Regions from separate parts of the Mus musculus genome. Here region 1 is linked to region 2. A link is a contact called in public promoter capture Hi-C data. All regions are on one chromosome and are shown on one strand. The core of a region is the stretch at or near the end of the contact, and the rest is flanking DNA. Distances in the headings are between cores, read along the strand shown. Region 1 holds the start of Apobec2 (apolipoprotein B mRNA editing enzyme, catalytic polypeptide 2). Region 2 holds the start of Treml2 (triggering receptor expressed on myeloid cells-like 2).

The links. Capture Hi-C pulls out chosen DNA fragments and counts their contacts.
Region 1: a contact with region 2 is called in a promoter capture Hi-C map of liver. The contact joins the promoter of Apobec2 here to the promoter of Treml2 in region 2. A contact is called at or near these places in 1 of 15 datasets of contacts at CTCF or cohesin (the NIH/3T3 cell line), 2 of 115 datasets of contacts at active chromatin or transcription factors (embryonic stem cells and memory CD8 T cells) and 1 of 9 other capture datasets (liver).

Annotation. Positions count from the first base shown.
Region 1 is chr17:48,429,956-48,435,445 of GRCm38.p6, forward strand. It overlaps Apobec2 (apolipoprotein B mRNA editing enzyme, catalytic polypeptide 2), which reads right to left and starts at 2,773. Exons shown (of 3, transcript NM_009694.3): 1 at 2,524-2,773. The coding sequence starts at 2,654.
Region 2 is chr17:48,297,232-48,302,669 of GRCm38.p6, forward strand. It overlaps Treml2 (triggering receptor expressed on myeloid cells-like 2), which reads left to right and starts at 2,807. Exons shown (of 5, transcript NM_001033405.2): 1 at 2,807-3,365; 2 at 5,381-5,438. The coding sequence starts at 3,296.

The DNA of each region.
Region 1 (5,490 bases), core at 1,523-4,022, 130 kb after region 2:
TTTGTGAAGTCAGTTCTCCCCTTCCACCTTTGTGTGGGTTCCGGGAATCGAACTCAGGTTGCTGGGCTTGCAGGCCAAGGACCTTTACCTGTTGAGCCATTTTGCAAGCCCAATATTTGCTGATTTCTCTCGTGTAAATCCTGCACTGTGAAGACTTCAGGGTATCAGTGGAAATCCCTGGATACAGGCCAGGGAAGAGGTGGGCAGAGTCTCCTCTCCAGATGGGAGGAACTGCCTTCATCACACACTGTGGTTTGAGACCCTTTTCAGAATCTTCCACCATCTTTCTTTGTTCTTATGCTCAGGACTGCTTTCTGTCTATCTGTCCATCTGAAGTACCCCATGTAAACAATCACAACAGACAAGTCTCTCTCATTCCTCTATAAACACTCCTCTCCCCGATCTGTTCCCTGCAAAGCACCCCCCCCCCCCCACTCTTCTACTGGTTTCAGCCCAAATCTAAGGAGCATTTTAGACTGGTTCCCTGTGGAGTCTAGACTAGGAAGGGAGCAGCTTCGCCGGCCCTTTGGAAAGGAAGGAAAGGCGAGCCATCTTTGCTGGCCCTGCAAAGGCACAGCCACACCTCTGGGCTATTTTAAGTAACTGTTTATCCAGAGAGGCCCAAGAGACAGATCACCACAGCTGCTGTCTGTGTCCAGGAAACACTCAGAGTCCTGCCTCCATCCAGAAGTGCTCTCAGAGATCTCAGAATGGTACCCCTCTGTGTCCCTTTCCCTGAGCCGTGAGTCATAGAAAACCTCTAACTCTCATTACCGTGGGAGACCTGTGGGCCAGACACTTGGCTAGGAGTCCTAAAACCTACAGCTTCCTGGTTCTGTGGTCTTAGGTATATTGTTTCGTTTCCCTGACTCTGCTTCTCCTCCCCTCTCCCCTCTCTCCTCTCCCCTCTCCCCTCTCCCCTCTCCCCTCTCCCCTCTCCCCTCTCCCCTCTCCCTTCTCCCATCTCCTCTCTCTCTCTCTCTGCATTACCTGAGGGTGAATAAGCATATTCTCTTCACTATGTGTTGTAAAGCCTTAGACAAATGCCAGTTACTTCAGAGAACCTTTAGGCTCCATTTCCCCGGGACCCCAATACATCTTCACTTTAAAAAAAGGTCTAATTTTATTGTTGACCCACCTTGCCCTGTACCTGGGAGATCAAAAGCTGCATAGAGTGGAAGGTATGTGTGTAACCCAGGACAGCATGGTCCAGGATGCTCGGGTGTCAGTAAAAGGATCCTCTCCCATAGGCGAGCCACTGGAATGGAGGACCCTGCTGGCCTATTTGCCCTAGGCTTCCCCTGTGTCTATATTAGTCTGTGCCCAGCTGCTGCCTTAATCCTAGGATGAGCGCAAGATGATCTGGGCGAGCAAGAGTGAATGGAAGTTCAATGCCTACTCACATCTCAGAAACCAAGCAACACTTCCCCCTGGGTTCTCTTAGAAGTCAGAAAATATCTGAGCAGGAAGGGACATTAAGAATCAAGTCGGGTAGCTTCCTCATGTTTGAAACAAGAAAGTAGAGGCCAGGCCTGGAGCAATACAGGTCAAGCATAAAACAGCAAGTCCAAACTGCTCCCCAGGGCTGCTCCTCCTCCTTCAGGCCTTTGTTCCTCCTGAGACTTGGTGTGCCCCCACCCAGCCTTTGCGCGCATTGCTGGAGAAATGCTATGAAGGGAACCGAAGTTCAGGAAGGAAACTTGGATTTAGCGGCATCTTCCTCTCTAGGAATAGAGAGAGATAAGGAGAAAGGCTACTTGCATTCATTTCTGGGGGCAACACAATCTGGACAAGAGGGGACCCTGTAGACTAACTTGAGCCCAGTGGCTATAAACTGTGCTTAAGCTTCCAGTATCTGCAGCTTGGAGATGACTTCTTGCTGGGGCCATCTTTAAATATGCCGTTCTCACTGAACTTGTTGGGATTGGGCTATATGCACAGGCAGATGATGTCCGATACCCCGCAAGACCGATCGCTGCCAGGGCCCCTTCTCCTTCTCCACAGCATCCATACCACCACTCTTCCAGAAACTTCTCTCAGTATGGCACCCATTCTGCCTTTGCACATTTGCAGAGACTGCCATGAAGAAAATGTTATGTAGTTTCATTCTGGGGGTTCCATTCCTTCCACATCCTCCTGATTACAGGGTCTAAGTTGTCACCTCAAAAAGCCAAGAGTATCTGGACCTGGTGTTAGCTGCTTTTAATCCCAGCAATGAAGAGGCAGAGGCAGGAGGAGGATCGCTGTGAGTTCAAGACCAGCCTGGTCTACATAGTGCGATCCAGGCCAGCCAGAGTTACATGGTAAAACACTGATTCAAATTAATTAATTAATTAATTAATTAATTAATTAATTAATTAAAAAAGACAAGAGGCCTTTGCTGCCCAGAAGCCTCCTGCTAGCATGCTGGACGCACAGCTTGTGGCTGACCTTGGGCTTCCCTATTCTTGTCCTAACCTTCCACAGCCTGCTCAGACCCCACCCTTTCCCAGGCAGGAGCCCCAGCCCCCACACAAGGCTTACCCAGTGACAATCTCGAAGGGCGGAAGATCGATCAGCTCTTTCAGCTTCTCAGGGTCTTCCAGGTTCTCCAAATCATCTCCATTCTGAGAGGCTGGCGCCGCAGCCTCAGCGGCCTCTTCCTTCTGAGCCATGGAGGAACTGTGGCCGAAATGTGGAGAGGTTGTCAAGCCAGCCAAGGGCCTGGCGGCAGAGTCCCAAGCAGCTGTCAGCAGCTAAGCCTGGCTGGGGATGACAGAGAGAGGACCGGATTTGGTGCTCCCCACAACTCAGCTGCAGGCTTTATAAGCAGGCCCTCCCGCCCCACCCTTGGAGCTCTCTCACTCATCTTTTTTTAATTGGATGACTGACAGGGTGACAGGGTGGGGGAATGGAAACTCTGGCCATGTGTATTCCCCCTATTTATCAGCAGGCAGACAGGAAGCTGGCAGGTGGGGAGGGCTGGGCCAATTCTACCCCGTCTCTCCTCTCTCGTTTACCCAGACTCGACTGAGTTTTAGGGGAGAAGGCCTCTCATTGTTTTAAACAGATAAGGCCTGTGATGAAGGAGGGACTTGTAGTGACCCCCCTCCCCCGCCCACGTTGGGGGGAACTCGGGTTTAGGAAAAGAGGGTCTTTGTGGGACATGAGTTAGAAACCAATGATTTGAGAGGAGAATGTCTGTTGCTACTCAGGGTCTGCATGTTATGTTCGTTGTGAGCCCGAGTGGGTAGGTGGATGGATGCGCGTTTGCGCATGCGCACGAGCATATGCTCGCCCGTGAGTGCATCGGCCAGAAGACCTGATCAGGTGCCTTCCTCTGTCAATCTCCACCTATTTCTTTGAGGCAGGCCATCTCCTTAAACCTAATGCTTCACACTCCGAGTTAGGCTTGAAGGCAGTAAACCCCCGGCCATCCTCAGGCCTCTGCCCTGCTCAGAGTCTTCGTCCCCTTCATCAGTCCTGTGCCTGCCTGAGGGCGCATGCTGAGCAGATGCTCTGTTGGCAACGGTTCCAGGCACTGAGGTGCAGAACAGACCAAAGGAAGAAGCAAAGAAAAGCCCTGCTCTCCCGGAGCTTGCAGGGGTCAGCTGCTATATCCGCTAAGTAAAATAACTTCATGTGTTTTGGTAAGTGCTGGGGAGAACTGGCAAGGAAGCATCTGAAAAAGACAAAGAGTGAGATTACATTTTGAAAAGATGTTTACTTTTTCTTTATTTCCTTGTTTGTTCTTGAGAAAGAGTCTCTCTGTCTTGACCAGCCTGGCCTTGAACCCACAAAGGCATGTGCCACTACACCTGATCCTTATTTTTTATTTTTAGTTATCTGCTGTTAAGTCTCTGGGTGCATATATGCATATAAGTGCAGATGCCTGCAGAGGCCAGAAGAGGGCGTCAGATACCTTGGAGGTGGAATGCAGGAAGCTATGAGCTGCCCCATGTGGGTACTGTATTCCAGTCGTCTGCAAGAGCAATGTGTGCTCGTAACTTCTGGGCCATCTATCTCTTTAGCCCCAAGATTACATTTTGATAAGGAAGGACTTTGGAAAGAAACGGATCAGTCCAAAGGAGACAAAGGAAACATTCATCTGACTATCTAAAAGGAAAGTTCTCCGAGCAGACGTGGAGGGGGTGGGGGAAGAGGTAGGGGAAGGTGTGTACAGGAGAATTCTTAGGGGTGGGGACAGAGGCCCTGAGATTTACTGCTGTGCTCCAGGAAGCAGCAGGGACAGCTGAGTGATTGGATAGTCTTTGGAAGGGAAGCCAGAAGGAGAACAAGCTATGCAGATATGCTGGGATATATGTCTCACTTCTGGTTCAGTGTAGTGAGGCAGAGTGAAATCCCAGCATCTGAGAAGAGGCAGAAAAACCAGGAGTTCAAGGCCAGCATTAACTATATACTGAGGATGAGGCTATTCTGGGCTATAAGAGACCCTTCTACAAGCTATACTATACTATACTATACTATACTATACTATACTATACTATACTATACTGGGGAACCCATTAGAAGACGAGTCAAGCCAGCTCGAGAAGAAGTTGAAGTAGGATGACATTGTAGGGCAGTGGGCAGTTTGTAGCTCACGTGATGAATACTTAGCAGGCCCCCCTCCACGTTTCTATACTTGGTGGTACGAGTGCTCTAGACTCTCCAGGGAAATGGAAAAGTAGCCAAGACCACCTGCTGGCTGCAATGTTAAATCTCGGTTGCAGGTAGAAAGGCTTGGCACTTAACTTAGTAGAGTACTTGCTTAGCATGCCAAAGCCCTGAGTTCAATTCCCAGCCCTGAATAAACCAGAGATAAATAAATCCCACACTGGGGAGGTAGAGGCAGGAGGACCAGAAGTTCAAGGTCATCTTTGGCTCTGTAACAAGTTTAAAGCTAGCCTGACCAAATGAGGCTCTGTCTTTTTTTTTTTTTTTAAGGTATTCTTGAGATGTGGTCTGGAGTCAGACTAGAGAAGAGGAGTCAGGATGGGCTGGGTGTGGGACTTCCTTTTCGGGAGTTCTGAGCAGCATAGGGTACCATTCATATGGGTTCTGAGCCTTCATAGTGCTCAGGATGGTCATGCTGCACCCCCCCCCCCCAGTTGTGTCATCAGAATTACCACAAATGTCGCTCTTGTCACCTGGGACTTTCTAGTCAGACAACAAATTATCTGTTTTTCCTTCTCATTAAATCGATTACAGAAAGTATTCCTGTCTGGAGATTACAATATAAATCTCAGGAGACTCAAGCCCACGTTGGAGGAAAACAGCGCCCATGACCACAAAGCAATGCCAGAACCGGCTGCAAACAGCAAAAGGCGTTTGTTATGACACAAGCAAGCAGCATTGAGATGCAAAGCATTTGCTTTATTCTTTTGATTTAATCAACATCTACTGAGCTCGCCTATGAGCCAGGTGCCATAGTGAATATCAAGAATGCAGAGATGAACATACAGGTCCTGCATCTTTATAACAACTGTGGGGCAATAATCCGACACTCAA
Region 2 (5,438 bases), core at 1,557-4,056:
GAGGGAGCCAGATTCCCTGGAACCGAAGTTAAGATGGTTGTAAGTTGCCTCGTGAGTGCTGGAAACCAAGTCCAGGTTCTCTGCAAGAAGAAGAAGTGCTCATGGTCGCCAAGCTATCTCTCCAGCCCCTCCATAAGGGCTAAGAAAACTGGGCTATGGACTGTCTTCTTTGCAAACTCTCCATGGTCACTGAAGCAGTCTTTTTTTTTTTTTTTTTTTTTTTTAATGTAGCTAAAAGAGCTAGAGAGTTGGCTCAATAGAGGATCTGGGTTCCATTCCCAGCTCACACTGTATCTGTAACTCCAGTCCCAGGGGCTCTAAAGCCGTCTTCTAACCTCCACAGAAACCAGGCACATATGTGGTGTGCATACATACATGCAGGCAAAACACTCACAGACATCAAAAAACAAAAAAACAAAAAAACAAAAAAACAAAAAACAAAACAAAAAAAAAAACCCAAAACAAAAAAACAGAACCTAGAGAGATTGTTTGTTTGTTTGTTTTTGAGACAGATTTTCACTATGTAGACCAGGCTGTCCTTGGGCTCACCATCACACCTGGAAAAAAAAATCTTATTGTTTAAAGTATAAGATCATCCTTGTCAACACAGAGGGTTTAATCCTGGGCTAGATGAAATCTTGTCTCTAAACAATGAGAATAAAAACTAATGACATCATTATAATAAGAATACAATCTATTTAACCAGATAGCAATAGACGCACCGATGTGGTACATTCTTTCTCTTTGTTCATTGAATTGAATTTTGCAAAGCTAACCTTTCCTCAGGGTGACCTCATCCAAGTGTGTATGCAAGTGTGTGTGCACATGTGTGTGTGTGTGTGTGTGTGTGCATGAGTGTGTGTGTGTATGTGTGTGTGTGTGTGTGAGAGAGAGAGAGAGAGAGAAAGACAGACAGACAGACAGACAGACAGAGCACACCTCCCTGGACTCAGTTCTTTCCTTCCATCATGTGTGATAAGTTTTTTCTCCACTGGTGAAACAAAGCAATTCAAGCCAGATTAGAGTGTATAAAAGCAGGTTTACTAGGAAGCTGCTATTGGGTGTGCAAGTTCATTGGTCTCAAGGAAAGAGGCCTGGGAAGTAGCCATAGGAAGGGAAATGAAGGGAGGGGGAAGAGAAAAAGAAAAGAGGAGAAAAGGGGGCAGCAAAGAGACTAAAAGGTCTGGATTATATAGGGAAGCGCCTGTGGGGGAAGGTCAGCCCAGCCCCTGGGCTGGTAAGGTCTGGGTAGAGGGTGGGGTTGTGCCAAGGAGGGACTGAGGGATGCTGGGAGAAACTGGAGGCCAGGTCTGCTTTGGTATATAAGTTGTGCACCTCAGTTGTTTGTTCTGGGGTCTGAAACCAAACCCTGGGACTCTGAGGATGGAACTCAGGTCCTTTGGCTTCTCAAAAGCCCCCTTACCTGCTGAGCCGTCTTGCCAGTGAACTTCATTGGTTTGGGAGTGCAGTTTAGGGTACAATTCATCTTGGCTGAGCAGCCAAGGTGGGGGCAGCTTGGAGCAGCGTGGGCTTCACAAACAGAAAACAGAGTCCTAAATGTGTCAACTGACATTCTAGTCAGTCAGTCAGCCTCCTAGAAGGTTCAACATCAGGTGCAGATCTTTCCAGGAACTTCTGTTCACAGTATTAAATACATTTCTCTCCCTCAAAAGATAATGTGTCTCAGTGTCCCTTTGAATGTCACATCAGAGCCCTTTCATCCTTTCCCCATAGTGTTCAGGGCCATGCAGAGCAAGCACACTGTAAGAACTAATGAATGAATGGATGGATGAATGAATGAATGAATGAATGAATGAATGAGTTTAAAATGTGAGAAATTTGAAGAGAGCAAAACTACAATTCCTTTGGTCTGGGACTTGGGAGTTCAAGTTCGTGTAAAGACTTTGGCTGTGCAAATGGCAGAACTTTTTGTTCAGTGTCCTAAACAAGTAGAGGGATCCCATATAATCACGGAGTCCCCTGAGCCTCCATAATCCACAAGAGCAGGTTGCACAGCTGTTGGACATCAGTAGAGTCTTTTGATTCTTTGGAGACAGAGGGATGGGTGGAGTCTTGGGCCAAATGCTGGGTCATTTTAGCTAGAGCCGGGTGGCTGTAGAAGAGAGATATGGTTGAGGGGAGGAAGTTGAAGAGACAGAACTGTGTGCTCCAAGGTGGCCTAAGCCTGCAGAACAAGGGGAGGGAGGGGCTCTGAGGGCGGGGTCATTTGAGAGGAGGTGGGGGAGGGGAAGGTTTACCTCACTTCAAGAAGCCTGGAAGCCTTGGAGCAGTGGAAGGCTAGAGAAAATTGCTGGGTGACTTAGGACCAGGAAAAACAGAGCCAGGGAAATACGGGAAGAGGGAGAGGGAGAAGGAGAGGGGAGAGGGGAGAGGGGAGAGGGGAGAGAGGAGAGGGGAGAGGGGAGAGGGGAGAGGGGAGAGGGGAGAGGGGAGAGGGGAGAGGGGAGAGGGGAGAGGGGAGAGGGGAGGAGAGGGGAGGAGAGGGGAGAGGGGAGAGGAGAGGGGAGGAGAGGGGAGAGGGAGAGGCTGCGCGCACGTGTGTGTGTGTGTGTGTGTGTGTGTGTGTGTGTGTGAGAGAGAGAGAGAGAGAGAGAGAGAGAGAGAGAGAGAGAATTTTAAAATTTGCATCTTGTTTCCCCCATGACAAAAATAAGCCCGCACGTGAGTCCGTGAGAGGTTATTTGCAACTGTGAGCAGGAGTGACTGAAGTGACTAGCCTGGACAGAGGAGGGTCAGGGTGACTGAAGGAGTCCATTTTACCAGACTAAAGACCTTCCTTCTGAAGGAGTATGTCAAGGCCTGCCAGAGAGCACCTGCTCCTGAATCTCAGAACCCAGAAGATCCCATGAAGTCTCTACAGAATGTTCCAGAAGCCTCTCCTCCAGTTCCCCGAGTGGAGGACCAGCTGCTGTGAATGAGGAGACACCCCAGATGGATCCAGTTTTCTGCAGAGAATCACAGACATTGTGGGGTTCTGGAGTTTTCTCTGGCCCAGGGGCCCCAAGACAGGGTGGAGCAGCCACACCTGCCTGAAGTTCTGAGGAAGAGGGCGGAAACAGACAGCTCCCGCCCTCGCCCTCACCCTCACTTTCTCTCCCCACAATTGTGATAGGCTCCACTGGGGGCATTGTGTGCCACAGGGGCTCACTTCCCCAAACAGGCAACTGTGGTTTTTCAGAGCCTGCCGTCCAACCCTGGGAGGTCAGGTGGCATGCCTGGGATCAGTGTGGGTCCTGCCCCTCGATCCCCGGGCTGACTGTGACATTGCATCTGGATGGAGCCATGGCCTCTTACGTTCCTGCTGTTGCTGCTGCTGCTGCTGTGGCTACAGGGCTGTGTCTCAGGTGAGAGGCAGGGGTGGGGGTGGGGTTGGTAGAAGAGAAAGACTACTTCCCCTGTCTACCCCACACTGCCTCTTCTTGTTCCACTATCTTAATGTTTTGTGGGTTGGGGAAGGAGGGTGGGCTGACCGGTCTTTACCAGAGACCAGTGAGAATGTCCCCTGCTAATATCTGGCCCCAGGCAGAGCTTAGACAGGCTAAGATGTAGCTGTATCCTCTATATTGGCCTTCATCTAGTGGGTTCCCTTGTAACGAAGAATGAGCATTTAATTTTCTCACAGAAATGACCTCTGTTTGGCCTTTGTCTGACTGGTGCCAGTATGAGTTCTTGTATCAAGTCTGCACACTTTAAATTTCGTTTTCTCGGAATGCTGATGCCACATCCGGTCCCTCAGCTCTGACTGGAAGGGAACCAATCCCCAAAGGCCCTTCCCAACTAGAGGCTACTCTGCAAGGGGCTCACTGGTTTCGACCTTCCTGACTGCCGAGGCAACCGCTTACCACTTCCTGTTCTGTTCTGGCTAGAGTAAGGGCTGGCAAACCCTCCCTTCACCAAGTGACAGAAAATACATGGGCACAAACGAACCTGGGACCCCAAAAGGCTTCTTCCAGGTCTCTGCCACTCTGCAGGGAGAAGGGTCTCGAAACCCTGGGCTGAGCCGAGGTGAATTCGAGGCCTGTTCTGTTCTGTTTACTTGGCAAGGGAGGAACAGACCTTAGAGCTTCAGCTACAAGCTGTTGGAAACAAGGGCAGGTGGCTTCTGGGTCTTCACTGTACCCTCTCCCTCCCTCCATCTCTTGAATTGCCCTGCTCTGCTTTCTTCAACAGACTGGATTATGAAGGGCACAGAACTCATTCATGTCTTCATTCATATTCATTCTCTCTGTCTCTCTGTCTCTGTCTCTTTCTCTCTCTCTCTCTCTCTCTCTCTCTCTCTCTGTGTGTGTTATACACACACGTGTATGCACTCCAGTCCATCCCCTTCCCCCTTCCCTGCCCCCCCCCCCAAACCCATCCCTGGTGTTACAGGTACAAATTAGAGATGGGATTTTGTTTCCAGGCTAGCCTGATCTCACTAGGTATCCCAGGCTAGTCTTAAACTCAGGATCCCCCTATTTCAGTCTCCTTCATGCTATTACAGGCTTGGGCCACATCTCACTCCTAGGTATAGAGACTCTACCATCCATGGCCAGCCTGTGGTCCGCAGGCCCCAAGCATCCTGGCACAGCCATGATTTGCCTGGTGCATCTACAGATGTCAAAGTCAAGTCCCGATGACAAAAAGTTGGATGGACAGTGAATACTGTATCTGTTGGCTGGCTCATCCATGGGACTTAAGTGTGTGTGGTGTGCTTAATCTGTGTGTTAATATAGGGTATTTAAAAATTAAGGACCATGGAGAGTGCTACTTAAAAGGTATCCAATAGGGGCAGGGGTGTGGCTCAGTGGTTAGAGTGCTTGCCTACCCTGCTCGAGATACGAGGCATGGTGTTCCCCACAACCCCAAACAAGACATAAAGAAGAGAGTGTCCAGGTAGGAGAGAAAGAGGAAGGGAGACTACTATTGGGAGAAATAATTCTTCATCATTTTTCCGGATACTGGGACCTTCTCTTGGCCTCTGTAGTTTGTGCTCTCTGGTTCCAGAGCTTGATGAGCTGTTGTGTCTGCATCTGTCTCCCCGAAGGCAGGGTCTGGATTGATCTTGAAATCCTGAGCATCCCTGAAGAGTGGAAAACATCCAGAGGAACAAGACTATGTCTGGTGGAGCTCTTGTGTTAGGAGTGTGTCCCTCATTGAACTGGGGGCCTCTTCCATCAGACTCAGAGCAGACCTTCTGGGGGTTAGAGGTGCTGTGTTTCTCTGTGACAGATTCTCGGAGGGTCCGGCTATGTTCTTGCCTCACACTGAGCTCCAGGGAAGTCAGGGCAGCATCCCTCTCTCCTTTCACCCCCAGCTTCCATTTTCAAGATGCCTTCTTTCTCGGCCGACCTTGGTCAGAAAAGTCCTGTCTCCCCAGGTCACTCCAATGAGAACCTGTACAGGAAAGTGTGGCGGCGTGAAGGCGAGACCCTGTC